2 separate regions of the Sus scrofa genome follow, and region 1 is linked to region 2. A link is a contact called in public promoter capture Hi-C data. All regions are on one chromosome and are shown on one strand. Each heading gives the region's core, a stretch centred on a gene start, on an enhancer-like site or on the middle of the called end of the contact. The rest is flanking DNA. Distances are from core to core; before and after follow the strand shown. Region 1 holds the start of ZNF622 (zinc finger protein 622). Region 2 holds the start of OTULIN (ubiquitin thioesterase otulin).

Region 1 (4,955 bases), core at 700-3,199, 1.7 Mb before region 2:
GATTTGATCCTTGGCCTTGCTCAGTGGCTGAAGGATCTGGCATTGCCGTGAGCTGTGGTGTATGCTGGTGCAGATCCCACATTTCGGTGACTGTGGTGTAGGCCGGCGGCTATAGCTCTGATTTGACCCCTAGCCTGGGAACCTCCATATGCCACCGGTGCAGCCCTAAAAAGACCAAAAAAATAAAAAATAAAAATAAAATAAACAAAACAAAACAAAACAAAACCTAGTAGGATAGCAAAAGGACATTCCAAGAACAAGAATAAAGGATTTCTAAGATTGAGTACCAACAAGATGTTTGTTTAGTCTTGTTAGAGCAACATCAAGAAGTGTCAGTGTGATTGAAGTGAGGTTAACAGAGTGGGGCAGAGGGTGTAGCAGGAGATCAGAGGTAGGGGTTAGGGGTGTCGGCAGACTTTATGGGGCCTTCTAGAAGGGTAACCCTCTTAGTTCCTTCAGACTGCTCTAACAGCGTAAACAACAACCTTCTTTCTCACAGTTTTGTAGGCCTGAAGTCCAAGATCAGGGTGCTGTCTTTTTTCTCCTTCTATTTAGTGCTGCACCTGCAGCATATGGAAGTTCCCAGGCTAGGGACTGAATTGGAGCTGAAGCCACTGGCCTATGCCACAGCCACAGCAATGAGGGATCTGAGCTTCGTCTGCAACCTACACTGCAGCTCATGGCAACTCTGGATCCTTAAACCACCGAGGGGGGCCAGGGATCAAACCCAAATCCTCATGGACACTAGTCGGGTTTGTAACCTGCTGAGCCACAATGGGAACTCCCCAGGGTACCATCTTGGTCTGGGGAGGGCCCTCTTCCTGGTCTCAGATTTCTTATTCTATCCTTTCCTGGGTCCCTTTTAAAAGAATGCTAATCTCAGCCTGAGGAATCTGACCGCATAACCTAATGCCTCCCAAAGGGCCTGTCTTAAGCAATATCATCTTGGGCATTAACTTCTCAATACATGAATTGTGGGGCAACACAAACATTCAGGAAGGTGTTTGAATTTTTTTCTGAGTCAGAGGGAGTACTGAAGATTTTGAACAAAAACAATGCTACCTAACCTGCATTTAAAAAAAAAGTCTTTTCTTTGGTGCTCTGGGCCCCTTGGATTCTAACCATGCAAACATTCAGTTCTGAAACAGGCTGACTGCTTCAGCTAGGCTGTGCAGAGGAGTGTAAGAATCCCCTAAACCTTTAATACTCAGGCTTCCTCTAGAATCGGGCTGGTACATATTTAAATGGCATAGTTAACTGAGCACATGAAATGAGGCTAGTTTGAACTGAGGTGTGGTGTTAATTGTGAAATACACACTGGAATCCCAAGGTTTAGTACCAACAATCCATACATAAAATATCTCCATAAATCCATTGTCTTGATTACACGTTGAAATGATAGTGTTTCGAATACACTGGGTTAAACAAAGTATGGCCATCTTAACTCTCGCTATTTTTTTTTTTTTTTTTTTTTTTAATGTGTGCACTGTTAGATTTAGATGACCTAGGTGGCTGGGATTCTATTTCTACCGGGCAGCGTCTGGGCTGGGCCCTATGCTCCTAGATGCAAACTCTTCATCCAGGAGCTCTCCCTGCGCCCTACGTTGCACGAGCCACCTCAGAAAAACCCTGGCTCCATCCTGGACTCAGTGGCTTTTCTGTGAATTCCCTGAGCCTCCGACCTGAGCCTCTGGCTTCCCGGGACTCCAGCCCGCGAGGTGAGGGTCAGACGGTCCGACCTGCGAGCTAACTAACCAGCTGCCCTGTCTTCCCTGACACCCACTCCCCGGGTTGCAGGGGCGCAGGACGCACCGACCCTAGGCTGCTCGCCCGGATCACGCCTCCTCCTAGCGGCCCAAATCCCCTTCCCGCGGGGTGGTCGCCTTTCCACCATCAAGTCTCACAGCAGAACTACCAAGGCCAGTACTCCCGGCAGTACAGGGCCCAACCAACAACACCCACCACCCACCGCGAGGCAACACCCACCTCGGTCCACTCAGTGAACACCCGCTTCAAGTCAATCCAATCAACGCCCAACTCACCCTGATCCAACCCCCACCCTCCACACCTCACGCAGATCTAAACAACCACCACCTCAGGACTATCCAATCACCACCACTTCCCACGCCAATCCAATCCACACGCAGCTCAGGCCGACTGGGCGGGGCAGGATTAGTCTGCAGCTTCCCTCGCCAGGGCGGGGACTCCCCGGGCAGGGGGCGTGGCTAAAGGTCGAGAGGTGGGACTTCCTGTCTGACCGGGTCTACCGCAATCCAGCCCGGAAGTCACTCAGTCTGGCTTTTCCCCGGCGCCGAGGTTTGTCTTACCCTGTGGGGGTGTCGGGGCGCAGGTCGCTAGCTTTCTGCCGCGGTCGCCTGTTATTTTCCGGCCAGCGATGGCGACCTACACCTGCAACACCTGCCGGGTGGTGCTGGTCGACGCGGAGGCGCAGCGGGCGCACTACAAGACGGACTGGCACCGCTACAACCTGAGGCGCAAAGTGGCCGGCATGGCCCCGGTCAGCGCCGAGGGCTTCCAGGAGCGGGTGCGGGCGCAGCGGGCCCTGGCGGAGCCCGAGAGCAAGGGCGCGGCCACCTACTGCACGGTGTGCAGTAAGAAGTTTGCCTCCTTCAAGGCCTACGAAAACCACCTCAAGTCCCGGCGGCACGTGGAGCTGGAGAAGCGGGCGGTGAGCCGAAAGGTGGCGATCCTGAATGAGAAGAACTTGGAGAAAGGGCTGGGCGTGGACGGTGTGGACAAGGATGCGGTGAACGCGGCCATCCAGCAGGTCATCAAGGCGCAGCCGTCCACGTCGCCCAAGAAGGCGGCCCCGGCGCTCGAGGCGGAGTTCCGGAGCCCGGTGTCGGTGGCTGCGGGAGGGCGTGGGGCTCACCAGCGGGACCCGGCCGAGAAGCCTCCGCGGCTGCAGTGGTTTGAACAGCAGGCGAGGAAGTTGGCGAAGCAGCAGGGGGAGGAGGAGAGTGAGGAGGAGCTGGATGACGGCGACGGTGAGGGCCTGTGTTGGGGGGCGGGTCGGGTGAGGTTATTGATCGTCCCTAAGCGTCCAGATTGATGTTTGCGTTGGGGGAGGGGGAGGGGGAGGTGCCAGTTTTGAAGTGAGGGTGAAGGGTGAGGGTGGTTTCCATGCTCTTCTTGCTGAAGTGAGTGGTGTGGCCAGCCTCCTGGCGGGGCGTTTTGTGTATTTAGTTCGCTGTTGTAGATTCGAGTACTGAAACCTCAGCTGGGCGGCGGGAGGGATCGTTGCAGTTTGTAGGAGTGGTGCCTTCTCTGTTTAGACTGAGGAGGATGCGCCTGAGGCCGTGCTCCTGCCACACGGTCTGCTGTAGAGTGTGTATTTCTAATGGATTTCTAGCTGTGCTGGCTTTGCGCTTGACTTGGTTGATGAAACGATGCAGCGAGCGGTTGAGAATCAGCGAGCCAACCTGAAATGTGAGGCTGGAGCCCGCAGCCTCGCCTCCCTTGGCTTTCTGAGCTGTTTTTTCTTTTCCTTCCCTTGGCATCCCACATGCCATTAACTCTAATTGCATGGGTCCATATGTGCGTCGAGACAGAGCAGAAGCCTCTTTCAGGGAGTTTACTGTGCCCTGGAAAAGAAAGGCCAGACACAGACATTCCTTGGCCATGCAGGAGTGGTCTGCGGTAGACGAAAGGCTAAATCTGAGGGGTTCATCTGACTTTGTTTTTCCAATGCCCGGCTAGAAGACTGGGAGGATATTGAGTCTGATGAGGAAGTGGAGTGTGAGGATGGTGAAGCCCTGGACCAGGAGGAGGAGCAGGATGCGGAGGAGGAAGAGGCTGGAGGAAGCCCCCCGCTTGGTGCCATCCCCATAACGGACTGCTTATTTTGTCCCCATCATTCAAGCTCCCTGGTGAAGAATGTGGCTCATATGACTAAAGTCCACAGCTTCTTTCTTCCTGATGTAGAGTATCTGTCAGACCTTAAGGGACTGATTAAATATTTGGGTAAGTATAATAGCATTTTCCTCTGTTAATGAGGAGCTACCACATTATTGGTGGTGGTGGTGGGGGGGGGGCAGGTCTTAAGGGAGCATGACTTTTGTGTATCTGCTTAGTCTTGGATTGGATGACCTGCTGATTTTGTGAGAGTCCAAAACCTGATGCATTGTGTTTTGAATTGTGGAGATGGATGGTGAGATTAATCTGGCTGCAAAAAGCTGCTTTCGCATATATACATATGTGTTTTTTTCTTTTCTCCACTGACGTTTGCAGGAGAGAAAGTTGGTGTTGGGAAGATTTGCTTGTGGTGCAATGAGAAAGGGAAGTCCTTCTACTCCACGGAAGCCGTGCAGGCTCACATGCATGACAGGAGCCACTGTAAGCTCTTCACAGATGGGGATGCTCTTTTGGAATTTGCAGACTTCTATGATTTTAGGTAAGTCTGTGGTTTGTAATGTGGGGGGAGTGAGGTGCTCGTAGGATCTTTGAAGTGGTAGAGGTGTGCCCCTGCCTGGCATGCTGTCCAACCTAGCATGGCTGATACCTCTCAGAACATTTCTGTGGGAGGTGAGGTGGTCGTTCCCTGTAATTTTGTAGATTTTGTGGGGAACTGAGTATCTCTTGAGTTAAACGCACATATCTATCCGATAAAGAGAAGATCTCAGGCCAAAGTGAATCTTACCTGATTTGCAGACTTGCTGTTTTGGTTGCTGTTGTGGTCTCCATGATGAGAAGTTCCATTTTGCCAGTTACCTGAGGAGCGGAGGCGGGGAAATTAGGTTTCCATCTTGGTTTCCGTGAGAGCCCTTGACTCACCAGCTGTCTGCTCAGGGAAAGGAGGTGGTGGCTGCACTAGGCCCACCCCAGGCACTTGTTGGAGAAGTTCTCCCCCCTTTAACTCACATCTTAATTGATTCCTACATCAGGGTAGGCATTCATGCTAGGAATTCTGGAACAACTTGTTGCTAGTGTTGGAT
Region 2 (4,940 bases), core at 885-3,384:
AGAAAAACTTGTCAAATAACTCTAATAATATTTTGGGTACCTTGGTTCTGACTTCAAAATTTTTGCATTTCCCAGGGGGCATAAAAAGACTGAGGAGGAGGAGCAGCATCTGAGGGCCAGGGCCTCTAAGTGGGGACACAGCTCAGACCACTGGGGCATGAGAGGTAGCAGCAGCCAGCCTGGCAGCAGCAGTCAGAAACCAGCATAGGCTGGGAAGGGGCAGAGGCAAAAGACCACCTCCCAACCCCCGCTTTACCAGCTATAGAGCCCAAGGCAGGGCTCAAACCCTGGGAGCAAAACTGCAGCCACAAGTCATATCAGCTCACAAGTGGGCCTGCACAGTGGTTTCAATTTAAAAAAAAAAAAAAAAAGGAGTTCCAGCTGTGGCTCAGCCAGTTAAGAAAAGTGCCCCAACATCGTGTCTGTGAGGATGCAGGTTTGATCCCTGGCCTCGCTCAGTGGGTTCAGCATCCAGGGCTGCCACAAGCTGCAGTATAAGCTGCAGATGCTGTTCAGATCTGGTGTTGATGTGGCATAGGCCTCAGCTGCAGCTGCAATTAGACACCTAGCCTGGGACCTTCCATATGCCACAGGTGTGGCCATAAGAAGAAAAGAATAAGATAAAATGCTATTTAAAAATCAGGACATTTCCAATAAAAGTTAGAATATCTGGATTCTTCAAACATAGGATATCTGGCAATTATAAGCTGGAACTTAGCCGACCTTGGCCCCAACAAACCCAGCTCCCCAGGAATCCATGTTCTACACCTGGCCAGCTTCACTCACTCACTCAGGTTATCTGCTTAGCTCCTGTGAGCAGGAATTTAAGACCTCCTGCTCTAAATCTTTCTCAGTGGGTTGTTTACCCACTTAGTGCACATATTATTATCCCAAGGGGTGTGGGTATTCAAGAAATGAGAATGCCAAACCCCACAGTAAAGAACCAGGCAAGCAAGAATTATTTTAATACATTATCTGCAATAACAGCCCCCCACCCCTTTTTAGGAAATGGCACACTTTTAGGGCACTTTTTGGCCAATTAAGGTATCTGTCAAACTGCTTATTTGAGAGCTTCCGTCATTTTTGGAATTCCAAAGGCATTTATATGTGACCAGAACTTGAAAGTGCAGTAAAGTTTCGGTCTTCTACTTTAAATTTTGCTTCCAACCCCCGCCCCCAACCCCCAGATCTTTGCAGAAACTCTAAACTCCTTTGATTTACACTGCCTTCTTTACGGTTCAATAAATAATTGATCTAACCAGCACTGCCTTTGGTATTTAAAAATATAGGGGGTTGGAGACACCTAGTTAAGCAGCTAACAGGCAAAACAATTGGGTCAGCCTCCGTCCAAAGTCTGTCCAACAGGTGGGACGCTCATCAAGCCGCGACTTGCCTTCCAAGAACAAACATGTCGCCTGGCTCAGCTTCCCCGTGGCTGTGACAGGGACAACCTTACTTCCTTCCCGCACCAGGCTGGAGAAGAGATCTCATGGAAGGGAGCTGTAATATGCTTCTGAAGTTTGTTCCCCAAGACTCTGGAGCGTTCTTTAGCTTTAAAAGCTATAGAGGGATCAAAAAAGGGGATGGAGGCACCGGATAACCTGGATTTTAAGAAGCGCCCTCCGGAAAAACTTTTGTACTCAGACACGATACAAGGGGCTTCAAATTCCTCGTCGCCCATGACCTTACTTAGAAAACAAGGTGCGAAGAAGCCTCCCCCTGGCTACTCTCCCGCCCACCCACAGCCTCCCCTACGGGACGGAGCCCGGCGCCCCCGCCCGTCCAGCCGGCCCCAGCCCGCGCCCCTCACTCACTGCTCGGCTGCGCACCGCATCGCGGCCCGCGGCGGCCCGCCGGCTGCCGCCTTCCCGCCCTCCGGTGCCGCGGCCCCCGCCTCCCACGCCGGCTTCTCGGCACAGCTCGCGCCCGGCCACGCTCCGGGCTGAGGCATGGTCCCCCGACGCATGGGGCCGCCGGCGGCGCCGCGGGGGTTCAGCCGCTCTCGAGCGACCCGGGGCCCCACCCTTCGGGGCGCCCGGCCGTGGCCGCTGCCGCCCTGCTGCCCGCGGGCTCGGGTGGGTGCACCGGCCGCTTCCGCGCGCGTCACCACCTCCCGCCCCGTGGCCTCTAACCCGCGGCGAGGGGGCGCGGCCAGAGGCGGCGGGGAGCCCGGCGACGAGGCGCCTGCGCATGCGCTTGCGCCCGCCTAGCGGCCTGCGGCCAGGACCGCCCACGCGAGGCTTTTTCTGCGCTTGCTCCGCCTCCGCACGCCGCTGGCCGCCCGGGCTTCTCGGCGCGCGTTCGTCGCGCTGACAGTCCCGTCCGCTGCTTGTCCTCGAGTCCTGGGGTGTGAGGAAGCGAAAAGGGACTGGACGAGCGGTGGGCTACCTCTTCGGTGAGGAAGAAGTCCGGCCTGGGGTGCGAAGGGCGCTGACGTTTGGGGGCACCTTACAGTGTCGCTCTGGGCTTCCGAGTTTCTCCCTCCGCTGGCTGGCTTCCTCAGCTAAAGAGCAAGGGATGTGCCCGGGTGGGTGATATGCAACTTGCTAGGCCTCCCTCCGTGGCTGTCCCGTCACCACCCGCCCCGAGCTCAGAGACCGGAGGCTTCTGGTGTGGGGTCGGGCTTGTCGCCCCAGGGCAGGGAGTTACAGCCCCTTCCTTCCGTGAGGGTGAGAAGGGCGACATGGTTCGACACAGCAGGTGAGCCAGCACAGCACAGTGTGTATTCTTGGACCACGTTCTTTAAAATAAAATTTGAAATTTGATTTAGGAAGGAGCAACAGCAAAGGAAAAATACTAGCAGACTTCAGACATCAGAAGACAAAATGTTTCAGCTTTAGGGAGGAAATAGAGTAGCCGCTAAAGATGGGCAGCAGTCGAAAGTGCTAGAAGTGTTACTAAAGCAAAGAGCTCAGGACCAAATAATGGGGAAGGGATTGGTATGGGCAATCCAGAAACCTACAAGTAGCTCTGGGGCAAAACTGGTTCAAAACAGGGTATTTTATTGAAAGATGAAACTGGGAGAAGGGTGCTGGAGACCAGATCTCAAAAAGTCACCTGCAGTTAATTAAAGACCTTGATCTTCCTTGAAAGATCACTACAGTTAGAGAAAAGATTGGGAAAGAGCAAGACGGACCAGTGTTAGGGAGACTAAGTGCTAATGGGCATCAAAGGGAGAAACTGGATGTAAAGAATCCTTGCATTTTAAGGCAAAGAACTATGGTGGGTTTTACCCTTTCATTTTGAGAGTGATAAATACACATGCTTTAAAAATGCATAGCATACAAAAGACTATGCAGTTAAATTTTGTATTGATAGTAAGGGTGTGGGATTATAGCGGATGACTAGTGTACCCTAAAATTCATTCCAACTGGAAACTCACTGTGACCTTATTTGGAAATAGGTTCTTTGAGGATGCAATCAGTTAAAATTAGGTCAGATTGGATTAGATTGGGTGAAAATCAATGTCTGGTATCTTTATATAAGAGAAAATGCCGAGATACATAGAAACAGGAGTGAGGACATGGGAAGATGAAGGCAGAGGTTAGGGTGATGTTGCTAGAAGCCAAGAAATGGCAGGAGCTGCTAGAAGCTAGGAAAAGTCAAAGATCATTCCAAAGGGGCTTTGGAAGGCGCATGGCCCTGCTGACAACTTGATTTCAGATACCTAGTCTCAAGAACCATGAGAGAATAAATTCCTGTTGTTTTAAGCCACTCAGTTTGTGTTATTTTGCAGTAACAGAGCAGGGAAACTAACAGAGATAAAAGTGAAGGATCATACAGCAGAAATTGACATAGCAATGTAAATAAACTATAATAAAAAAAATTTTTAAGTGAAAAATTGTAAAATATTATCAGGGCAAATTTATTGATAAGGGCTACTAAGCAGATACACTTTACTTCAAAGAGCTAGAAAAAGCTTAATAGTTTGGTTGCTAAGTATTTTTCTTCCTATTGTGCCTATGGAACTGAGAAAGTAACCACAAAATGGATTTGAGAGCCCAGTAGACCCACTGTGAGAAGGAATTGCATGAAAACACCATGGATCACATGACTTCGTTCCACCCAAAAGTGCCTACACTAAATGCAGTTGAAGTACCAGAACTGCCTAGGATACTGTATCGAGGAAGATATCTAAAGACTTGGGAAGATGGGGACCCTAGAGTGGATTTATCATGTAAGACCTTCTCACCCACCTCAGGATAATTCAGAAGACATTACCCTTCACCATGACAGTGAGAAATAATTTGTGAAGTGAGCCCCAGCATCTTAAAGAGATCTGCAACTGCTGCTCTTGTCTGTTCAGACGTATCCTTCAATGAAAACTGTTAGCATCAAACTGGGATTCCTACATGCAGTGGGGATAATGGGACCTCAGGGTGGTAGGTAGGGACCAGTGTGGTTACTGTAGTGAACGACTGAGCAAAGCAGTAATTAGGATTGTCTGACTCCAGAGACTTGTAGTGTTGGCTGATCGATCATGGTATCCCTAGAAAAGAAATAAATGGATGATTGCCAGTTCTTCTTTATAAACAGAAAATGTCTAGGTCTATGAACCTAGAAATCCAAACTTGCATCGCTGAAACATAAAATCACAGCCCCTCAATCAATTCTCAGACTTGAGCCAATTTACGTTTCCAGAACTCTTTGATTGAAGGGGAGGCCAGGTCTTCTTGAGAAAGGACCCTACTTCATTGTCCAAAGTGTACAGTATTAATTTTTTCCCAGCCTTCCCAAAAAGATCCTGTAACCATCCAGTAGAGTGACTGTGCATTGGTGCAAAGGAAATAACCAGACTTTGGGGGGATTTGTAGACAATGTCTATGACCTAGAAGTAATTTGTGGAAACCCAAAACATCACTGTGTCTACCTATCAGAGTAGGGACTTGTGAAGGTCAAGTGATCAGTGGAATTTTAGTTCAAGTTCATCTTACATTAGC

What was found. Promoter capture Hi-C pulls out the DNA fragments that hold promoters and counts their contacts.
Region 1: a promoter capture Hi-C map of liver shows a contact between it and region 2, with 5 times the contacts expected there. The contact joins the promoter of ZNF622 here to the promoter of OTULIN in region 2. A contact is called at or near these places in 1 of 5 promoter capture datasets (liver) and 1 of 2 datasets of contacts at active chromatin or transcription factors (skeletal muscle).

Annotation. Positions count from the first base shown.
Region 1 is chr16:5,711,818-5,716,772 of Sscrofa11.1, reverse strand. ZNF622 (zinc finger protein 622) reads left to right here and starts at 1,949. Exons shown (of 6, transcript XM_021076700.1): 1 at 1,949-3,008; 2 at 3,721-3,984; 3 at 4,252-4,414. The coding sequence starts at 2,396.
Region 2 is chr16:4,060,231-4,065,170 of Sscrofa11.1, reverse strand. OTULIN (ubiquitin thioesterase otulin) reads right to left here and starts at 2,134. Exons shown (of 7, transcript XM_003133841.4): 1 at 1,815-2,134. The coding sequence starts at 1,966. LOC110257250 (a long non-coding RNA gene) reads left to right here and starts at 2,215. Exons shown (of 7, transcript XR_002339614.1): 1 at 2,215-2,700.